2 separate regions of the Gossypium arboreum genome follow, and region 2 is linked to region 1. Evidence: chromatin contacts called from public Hi-C data. All regions are on one chromosome and are shown on one strand. Each heading gives the region's core, a stretch centred on a gene start, on an enhancer-like site or on the middle of the called end of the contact. The rest is flanking DNA. Distances are from core to core; before and after follow the strand shown. Region 1 holds the start of LOC108464759 (centromere/kinetochore protein zw10 homolog). Region 2 holds the start of LOC108454067 (protein disulfide-isomerase like 2-2-like).

The links. Hi-C and Micro-C count contacts between places; a contact is called where the count stands out from the background.
Region 2: a Hi-C map of leaf shows a contact between it and region 1, with 2.7 times the contacts expected there. The contact joins the promoter of LOC108454067 here to the promoter of LOC108464759 in region 1. A contact is called at or near these places in 2 of 5 Hi-C or Micro-C datasets (both in leaf).

The regions. Positions count from the first base shown.
Region 1 is chr7:39,379,946-39,385,206 of ASM2569848v2, reverse strand. It overlaps LOC108464759 (centromere/kinetochore protein zw10 homolog), which reads right to left and starts at 3,458. Exons shown (of 14, transcript XM_017765032.2): 1 at 2,619-3,458; 2 at 2,323-2,460; 3 at 1,923-2,096; 4 at 1,498-1,659. The coding sequence starts at 3,167.
Region 2 is chr7:39,627,726-39,633,048 of ASM2569848v2, reverse strand. It overlaps LOC108454067 (protein disulfide-isomerase like 2-2-like), which reads left to right and starts at 3,482. Exons shown (of 9, transcript XM_017752377.2): 1 at 3,482-3,851; 2 at 4,313-4,471; 3 at 4,791-4,904. The coding sequence starts at 3,723.

The DNA.
Region 1 (5,261 bases), core at 2,209-4,708:
CACAGAAAATAATTACAATCATACACCTTTACCAATAATTAAGCTTCACAGATCTAAAGAAATTAATGTCGATCTCCAGAGTATATTAGTAAAACTGACTATATTAGCCAAAATTAAATACTATAGAATGATGAAAATAAAAGGCAACAGATAATCTATAATATGTATATATATAAGCAGTAAATTCGAGAAACTTTTTAACTGAAGAAAATGGAGATTTATATTCATTATTCTATACTGCCATTTTAATTTTTATTAGAAATACTGAAATAATTATAAGATTTATCCAAATTATGACAAAGTACTCTACTTCCATCTAAAAACTGAAAAACTATTTGATTAAAGAAAACAGATAAAGTTTACAACCCCTACATGTAAAGGTTATTAATTTCAAATATTAGAACAATATAAAACTATCTATTCAATATCAAATTATTAATTTAAAATCAAAAGAAAGAAAATATTATTCATATCCTAGGCACGTAAAAGTAAATACTAGATAATAAAAGAGAGGTTATACAGATAAATCATAATTTATGCTAGGGCTATAGCAAGGTTTAAACCTTGACCTTTGAGTACAAATAAACCCTGATCCTAATTAGTGTTAGTCATTAAATGACTAAGTAAGAAAAACTAACAACAAAACAACCCACCATAAAACTAGAATAAATAAGAGGAAATAAATTTATATATAGACATGAATATATGAACTAATCATACAGACATTTCGGATGTCCCAAGATGTAAGGTTTCATCAATGATAACCTTTGTTTGTACCCTTTGATGCTAAATACAAAATATTAGCCATCTCATCTCTTTAAGGTACAAAATAATGCCTGCAAAACTAGCCATGCTAAATTCTTAAAGGTGGAATTAAAAGATGAGTCAGCAGCTAAATCAAAGGTCATACAACTTTTGTACCTGAAGTCCCTAATAAAAGTCACCGATTTGTTTGCAGCACTACCAAAATTCATGCTCTAAATACTACATGATATGTTATCTCAGATGTCTGGAAGTGAATGATTTCATCAATAATAACCTTTGATAGTACCATTTGATGCTAAATACTAAATATTAGCCATCTCATCTCTTTAATGCACAAACTAATTCCTGCAAACCCGAGCTCAAAATTCTTAAAGGCAGATTAAAAAGATGATCCAGCAGCTAAATCGAAGGTCATACAAGCTTGTACCCTGAGCTGTCCCTACTAAAATGTCACCAATTTGTTTGCAACACTACCAAAATACAAGCTCTAGATGCAACATACACGATATGTTATTGGTTGTTCCATATTTACAACTTGTATAGATTCACTGCATGACTACTTAATACGAAAAAAGAGGCATAAATTAAAAGATGTCAAAGAAACAACAATTCATTCACTACGAGAATATCATAGAAGTCAATTACGGACATCTATTCACAGGTATTCAGAATTCCGCAAGCAAAGTAGAACAGAAAGCATATTTTTTTAAGTCAACCATTAGAAGAACAAACCTTTGAAAGAAACTTTGAGATGATAATATCTGATATCCTTGGCCAAGTTAACCTTCCAAAAGAACGAATCCATGAACCATTCTCAAAGCATATATGCTTGAAAATAAACTTGATGACTTGAATAACTCTTGCATAGATAGCATCTCCATCCACATCTACAATCTGAACATTACAGAGGATATGTTTGACGCTGTCCATGAATTGCTTTCAAGAAAAATGCTTGACGCTGATGAACTAGAATCTTACCATCTATGTGATCCATGTTAGAAGGAATTGTTGTACATAAAGAAAGCAACTGGTAATACAATTTCATGTTCCAAAGAACATATCAGCCAGCTTTATTTTCTGAAACTATGTCCTAATTAGTTAAACCTAGTGTGGCAAGTAGCAACCAAGGATTTGGAATCTCAGTAGAGAGCACACACCTTGCAATCTTGTGAAGGTAATATCTTCAGTACTGTTTCTGAGATTCCTTCGGAACCTTGATTTACATCTTCTGCAAACATTACAGGTGATCCATAGCTTACAGCTGGAGTGATGGCATGCTTAATTATCAAGTCAGCTGCTTTAGCAAGACAATAATCCAGAATTCCAGCAACCTAAAAAAACATTATCATATCATCATCACGACATACTAACAACAATGTAACAGGACTAATTGACCACCAAAACCTTAGACACTTAACTGATAGCAGACGATTTTCAATGCTACCTACCTATGTTCATCATAGGTCCATCATGGAAACAAAATAATAAAAACTTGTCCTGATATAAGATTTAGTTGGTCCATTCTTTAAGCAAAAGGAACATAATAGAAAAACTTACATCCATTGCTTCCATGACCGTATGAAGTTCAATCCCATCCATTTTATCAACACATAATTTGTATTTCACTCTAATTGTTCTAGAATCCTGCTCGAACCGAACTGCATTTTCCATGAACTTGGAAAACAAGTCTTGCATCTACAAACCCAAATCATTCCTCTAAAAAAACAAATCACCAATAAAATGAATAATACCAAAAAAGAATTAAAGAGAGAGACCAAAACATTAAACGTGAAAAATTCATCTATCCACTCTTCTTAGTTTGCCGCTTTCTCAGTAACCAAACATAAACTTACCTCATCGAAAAAATCCGCCCACTGTTTCCGCAGCAAACCATACACGATAGGCTCTCCTTCTTCTTCATCGCCAATCCTCAAAGCCTTCTTCAACTCTTTAACTTCCTCGGCGGCAAATCTGAGTCGTCCATCACTAAAAGCTGATCTGGCGCCTTCTAACCTCTCGCAGATCCCTACGATTATCTTCAACAACCCTAACATCTCCCTCTTTTCCCTAGCCTCCTTCGTTGTCCTCCCAATCTCATCAACCAACTTACGGATCTCGACATCGATGGGGCGGTCGGAGATCAACGAAAGAATACCGGAGACGTTGTCAGAGATTTCGTTAGTCTTGAAAACGGCATCGTTGCACTGGGAGAAGAGTGAGGCAAAGTCTTCGCGGTGAGAAAGGAGGTAAGAACGGACTTTTGATTTGATATGAAGAGAGTGGGATTCGAGGCGGCCGATGATGAGGCGGAGATCCGGTGCGGATAGTGGCGTCGAAGGGTCCGAGAGGTCGTGACCGGAGAGAAGATCGCGGACGTTGATTCGGTCAAAGAGTGGGTCCATGTCAGAGGATCTGATGGAATAACGGTTGTGGTAGGGTGCTGGAGAGGGTTTCAAGGGTTAGCCTGGGAACAGATTATTTAAGCCTGGAAGAGACTAACGTACGCCGATACCGCTTACTTAAGTTTGTTTGGTCTAATCTAATCTACGTTTGTCCGGTTTGGTTATTAAAATCCAAACGCAATGGCCTAAGCCCTTTTTCCCTAACTGCCTACCAACTGCCACTTCCGGTCCTCCTACACTGGCTCGGAGATTTTAATGATGTCAAACAGTTTCAATATCCGTACTACTTTTTATATCTTAAATCAAAATTGTCATTTTATAATTAAAGTGATTTGTGATTTGAAGATTTGATCCATTGCAGGGGTTGTTGAATAATATATGGTATTAAAAATATTGCACTAATATTTTCGATTTATCTAGAATATTAATTTTTTAACTAGCAAATATATCTGCGTTTGTTTAAATCGAGTAAAAAATTTTCGAGTTAATGATTTTTATTTTATCATCTTAATTCAATTTAATTTTATTTTTAAATCGATACAAGTGAAATAAAATTTGAGTCAAGTGAAATTATTCTAGTTAAATTAAAAAAGTAATGTCTTAAGTGGGAGAGAGTTAGAACATCCCGAAATAGGGCTTGAAAGTTTTGGCCTCACAAGAGAGGGTTCGCCTGTTTCGACGAACTAGGGGTTTGTCGGTTGATTTGGTGAGCTAGTATTTGCCAAAAGAGTATCAACAAGGATTTCACCAATATTTTGGCGAATTGGTGCATGTCAAATGATGCAAAAAGGGGAATTCATCAGATTCATTGTAAGTTAAGTTCGCCAGTCAATTTGGCATACTAGGGTTTGTCAATTGAGTTGCGAACTAGGGGTTTGCTAGTTGAGTTGCAAACTGGGGTTCGCCAGTCAAAAGTCGAGACAGACTAAAATTAGGAAATAAAGATATTATGTATCTAGGATACTTTTCGTGCACATAACTCTTTTCCTAAGTCAAATAGGATATCCTAAGATTGGTAGGACACTTAGTGTCTATAAATACAACCCTTATTCCATGAAAATTCTCTTATCGAATATTATGTTGTCAAGTCTCTGTTGTAAACCAAGTTTGTAGCAACCAACGTAAGCTTTTGTTCTATTAGGATGGATTGTCCAGAAAGGTAAGTTTGCATGTTGCGAACTAGCCGGACCATTTACAAAAGTTACACTAAAATTTAAAGCTACATTAATTTTTTACATCAGTGTAAGTGAATCTCGTCTCATTATTATTTTTTTGTTTATCTATACTATTTATAAAGCCTTTTATTAAATCGATGTCACCAATCAACCATGTCACAACTCAATTAGAGAATTACCAAAAAGTTATTTTATTTGTAAATTAAATTATATGATATATGCATGTTTTTGTTTTTCATTTTCATATAAATTAATAAGATAGATAATGAAACTTGAACAAAAAACATCATATATATAATGTCGAAACCCTTTTTAGAAATTGATATTTTATTTTAAAAAAAAGATGGAGTCGCGACCAATCCTTTTTATTCGGAATGATTGGATCACCTCGATATTTAATCATTTTAATAAAAGGTTAATTTTACTAAAACGATGATTTTCGGTCTACAAAATCTGAGAAATAAGTTCTAGAGTCGATTACATATGAGGAAGGATTAGCACACTCATAACGCCCAAATTTGGTACCTAGTTGATTACTTGGTGTCTTAGCATCAAAAATGGAGAATTTGAAGAGGATTTAAAACATGATCCTTTCACGCAATGTTATTTGATAGTATTGAAAATGTCTCTATCTAAATTGAATTTTTAGCTAAATTGAATTTTTAGTGAGGAGGTTTTTTCATTTAGGGTCGACCAAAACGAAAAGTCATGTCTTGTAAGTTGGGGCACAAAATCTCAAATAAGAACACTCACCATTTAATTATTTCCAAAATCTTATATATTTTTAATTAATTTTTTTTAAAAAGAGGGATGTTCGATTATTTCGATTCAAGAAGAAAATCATACCCCATAAGTTAGGGGCACAATTTCTCGAATCCTCAAAATAAAGAACATTGCATTGATTCAAATTATCAAATAT
Region 2 (5,323 bases), core at 2,233-4,732, 250 kb before region 1:
TAACATTCCTAAGGTTCAAACGGTGCTTCCTAATGCTTTTTCTCTATCACTTTGCCTTTAATTTGACTTTAAATATTCTCAAAAAATAAGTATATAAATGCTGGAAATTGACAATAATAATGTAAAATAAAAGAATATTGCATTTATTTATCAAACTTACCTCGATACAAAATGTGACTAAACTTTACAATTTAGTCCTTTACTTTTCTTTTCCCCGATCTACTCTCGAATTTCGCTCTTCTTGATCTATAATAGCAAATTTAACTTATTTAATATTCACATTTATCAAAACATTCCTTGACCCAAATTTTGGAAAAATTATATTTTTGCCCCTAAACTTTCACATATTTTCACTTTTACCCCAAGGCTCGTAATTTAAAATTCATCCTATTTTCTTATGTTTTATGACATGCTGATCATTTTTCCCTTCTATGACAACATCAAATTCACACTCTAACATGTACTTATGACTATTAGGTATTTTTACCGATTAAGCTCTTTTACTCGTTTTCACTTAAAACCGAGTAGCACAAGTTGTCTAACATAATTTAAAACCTCATATTCAATCATAAAACATCAAAATAAACACTTTTCACCTATGGGTATTTTTCCAAATATGAACCCTAACTTAAATTATTGCTAGCATAAGCTTTATCGAGCTACCGGGACTCCGAAAACGTAAAGAACATTAAAAACGGGGCTTGGAATCACTTACTATGGAGCTTGAAAGCTTGAAACAAACCCTAGCTATGGAGAACCCTTGAAATTTCGTGCTAATGAAGAAGATGATGAATTTTGTGTTATTTTTCCCTTTTTATTTCATTTAATATCTAAATGACCAAAATGCCCTTCCTTATTAAACTTTCAAAAATTCCATCCATGTCCTATTTTGTCCATGAACTTATAAATTGGTCAAATTGTTATTTAAACCCTCCTAATTAATATTCCAAAGCAATTTCATACTAAAAACTTCTAGAATGTAAGTTTTGCAAATTATTTGATTTAGTCCCTAATCTCAACTTAAGCACTTTATGCATAGAATTTCATCACGAAATTTTCACACAATATGCAATCATATCATGAACCTAAAAATAATAATAAAATAAATTTTTCTACCTCAAATTTGTGGTTTAGCAACCACTGTTCCGTTTAGGCCCTATTTTAGGATGTTACAGTCATTTTGCCAAAGTCTAGGGGCAAAATGGTCATTTTACCAAGAATGTGAATTTTTGATTTCTTAATTATATTTAGTGATTAAATGAGTGTATTTTGCTATTATAGATCAGGAATTGCCAAATCTGACCCTAGACCGGGTAGCGAGTAGATTAATTGACGAGTCGTCTACATTTTGTAATCCGAAGTAAGTTGTATGTAAATAAAAGAACTACATTTCTACTATGTATGTTCGAATTGTTATTGAATAGATATAGCATGGATTGCTTGATTGTGGGATTGAGAATGTGTAATGATCATTGAGATAGTAGAGTCTTCATTGGGACCTTAGGAAGTAAACTGGATATGCATACCGTAACATTTGGGTCATGCATGTGAGCTAGTGTAAGACATGTATGGGACATGCATCGGCTACGAGATGTGTTAGTGTAAGACCATGTTTGGGACATGGCATCAGCACGGATATGTGAAAGCCAATGTAAGACCATGTCTGGGACATGGCATTAGCATCTTTCCCATGTTTGAGGCTTAATGAATATCTGGTGATACTCCGAATGGTTCAATGGTGAATGTTATGTTTTTTGAGCTAATGAGGAAAGTATAACAGTGTTGTGAATGATACAGATACCTAATTAGTATGTATAAGATATGAGCTCAATATATATATAAAATGTGACTTGGATGCAATCAGGTGAGTAAGTTACACCTATGCCTACTTTGGTGTTAAGAGCATGTTGGTTATAAATAAATGTTGTAGTATACTTATTTATATGCAATTTACTAAGCTTTATGCTTACTCCCTTTCCTTTCATTTTTCTTTCAGTGCTGCCTAACTAGTTCAAGGATCACCAGAAGTCAGAGATATTGATCTCACTATCCACCGAAACATTCGGTATAGTTGGATTTATATTTTTGAATATGGCATGTATAGGGTTAAGACTTATTATTTTGAGTCTTTGAGATTTGGCCGAATGTGTTGGCTTGGGATAGATCCCACACTTAGTTTTGAGTCATGAATAATGGCTAATAATTATTTTGAGTTTATAAAAGGTGCATCTTAATGGTTGAATGAATGCCTATTGTGGCTGATTTGATTATGAAATCTATGCTTGTTTTGGTATTGGTGGCATTTGCATGAAATTAGGTATGCAAGGGTGGCAATGAGGCTTGGTAAATAGCCTTATATTGTCCATGGGCGTGTGATAATATGGGAATGCTGATGTCAGAAATAGAATACCCAAGTTTTTGCACATGGCCTAAGGCACGGGGGTGTCGTGGCCGTGTGGGGGACACGGGGCCATTGACACGGGCGTGTGTCTGGCCGTGTAAAAACCCCTGTAGGTGTGAAGTAGAATTTAATTCCACACGGGTATGTTACTCTTCCACATGGGCCTGTTAACCTTCCACACAGGCGTGTGCCCTGTTTTAAAGGCAAATTTCTTAGGGTCGAATTAAAGACCTGGAAGGGTTTCGAATATTTTTCAACGGTCGATTTGGGGCTCATAGGCTCATAACAATAAGTTTAAGGTAGAAGTTGAAGAAGTTTTATCTTGAACCGAGTCTCGGTGACTTGAGGTTATTCGAATGCATGAGATCAAATTAGGTAATGTCTTGTACTTCGCCCCGGCGTGGGTTACGGGTATAGGGTGTTACACCTCATGACCTCGTAAATATTAATTATTAACGGGCTGACATGTTGAAATTGTGGTCCCGAAACTACTGTTTCCAATACCACTGAGAAACAGGATATTACAATTCATAGTAATGTTTTTCCATCTTCATCAAACAATAAGGCAATAAATTCTACACATATTACTATTTATCAATTACATCAAAACTCAACAATGGTAGGTGTCAATGTAATCCTCCAAATATTTATAAAGAAAAATAGTAATTTTATTTTTTACATTCTTTAGGTTCAAACTAATTAGACCTGTTCAAGGGTCGGGTTACTTGCCCGAAGGCTCAATCAATTTGAGGGGATTTTAGTAAAAATATTAGGTTTTTGAAAAATGAGCTTCTAAAAAAAGTTAGACTTGTTTAAAATATGGGTCAAGTTCGAGCTCAAGCATTCAAGGCTCGAGCCCAATCCAACCCTTTTTCGATGTTTGTAGTGCATATTATTATGTTATTTGTATATATTATGTAAATTATTAAACATAAAAAGTAAATATATAATAATATATAATACAATAATGTAAACATATTAAAAAATTAAGTTGCTATATATAATTTAAAAAAAATATAAATATTAAATTGAAATATTAAATTTACCGTTTATACTTTAACCAAATTTCAAACTCACATTCGGAGAGGAATCGATGGTTGGGACTGACCCGGCCCGGCGATAGAAATCTACGTGCCTCCTATAAATGAAAGCGTGGAGAAATGATGTGTTTGAATCTCATTGGCGAGCAGAGCGGAAGCTGTGCCAGACGAAGTGGTTTCACTCTACACGGTATCGAGCGGTTTAAGCTCCGAGAAAGATTCAATCTGGGCGAGAGAGGAAGTTTACAAATTGCCGAGAAAGTGACGGGAAAATAAGAAAAATGCCTAGACCGAAATCACCGGTGTCAATAGCTTTATCGTTTCTCTTCACATTCTTCAGCATCTCAAACGCTTTTTACGGACCGTCGTCGCCAGTGCTTCAGCTTACTCCTTCTAATTTCAAGTCCAAGGTAAATCCGTTATCCTTCGCCATTCAATTATCGTAAAGAAGTGGAAGAAAATAAACCAAAAGACGGAAGGGGATCAGGATTTGTGTTCAGTTAAATGAAATGAAATGCCTCGTGTTTCTGGATCACAAGATTGAAGAACTTAAATACAATTAGAAAGGAGTTAATACTTTAGAATTTTGTCACTTAATTAGGATTTTGTGACAAAACTACCTTTATTTTTTAAAATATTAAGAATTAGGTCATTTCTCAGGCTAAGAGAAATGATTCAATATTTTCAATATTCAAGTTTTCTATTTTTTTTACCTTTTTTGTTTGAATTCGAGCAATGATCTTTAATTCTCGTTGCCAAATCACCTATACCTTGGATTTGGTTTTTGCTATTTCTTTAATATTTGAAGAAGGAAAGAGTCAAGCTTGTCGAGGAGAATACCTTACTGATAGAGATTTTTGAATTGTTTTAGGTTTTAAATTCGAATGGAGTTGTTTTGGTTGAGTTCTTTGCGCCTTGGTGTGGCCATTGTCAAGCTCTAACACCTACATGGGAGAAGGCTGCCAATGTTTTGAATGGAGTTGCTACTGTGGCTGCTCTTGATGCTGATGCTCACCAGTCCCTTGCAGAGGTTTGGGGAGTTTCAAATCTTTCAAGTTTTAACCATGCTTTGTCCTTAAATATAAGATGTAATCTACGTTTTACTTTGTTGGTCTGCAGAGTTCTTTGTGATGTCTAAACTACTTTTGCATTTTCTTCCCTTGATTAGGGCTGTTCTTTTCTTTTTTCGCCTTGCTGAAAATTTTAAATGTAGAAATGATATGAAACCTTAGGCATATTGCAATTTGGATGGGATTCTCTGTTTCGTATAATCATCTAGTATCTGATTTGAAATTCTTTTGTCACTTCTAATTTATGTGCTTATAGTCTTTTTTCTGATTGCTACACAGGAATATGGGATTAGAGGGTTTCCGACAATAAAGGTGTTTGCACCTGGAAAGCCTCCAGTAGATTATCAGGGAGCAAGGGATGTCAAACCTATTGCAGAATTTGCCCTCCAGCAGGTCTGCTGCAGTATGTTGATTGATTGAAGAATCATGATTTTATTGGATCATATATATGTTGTGGCAGGATGATAATGTTATTCAATTCAAATCTTTTACTTTTTTAAAATAATTTGCATCTATCAAAAAAGACAGAATTGGTTTTGTGGTGGTAATGATCTGCATTAGTGTGTAATTTCACTTTAAGAAAAGAACTACTGACATTTGACAAGATGCTGCTGATGGCGAATATTTAGTAATAGTTGAATTTGATGTGCCATGCAACTGCTACTATGTCTTTTTCCCTATCTATTTGCATTGCATATGTATATGGAAAAGCATATGGAAAATTGAACAATACCTTTGTCACTTCTCAGACACATTCCCTCAGCCTACTGCTTGAATCTGATTCCAATCTACCCATGTCATATGCCTGCTTG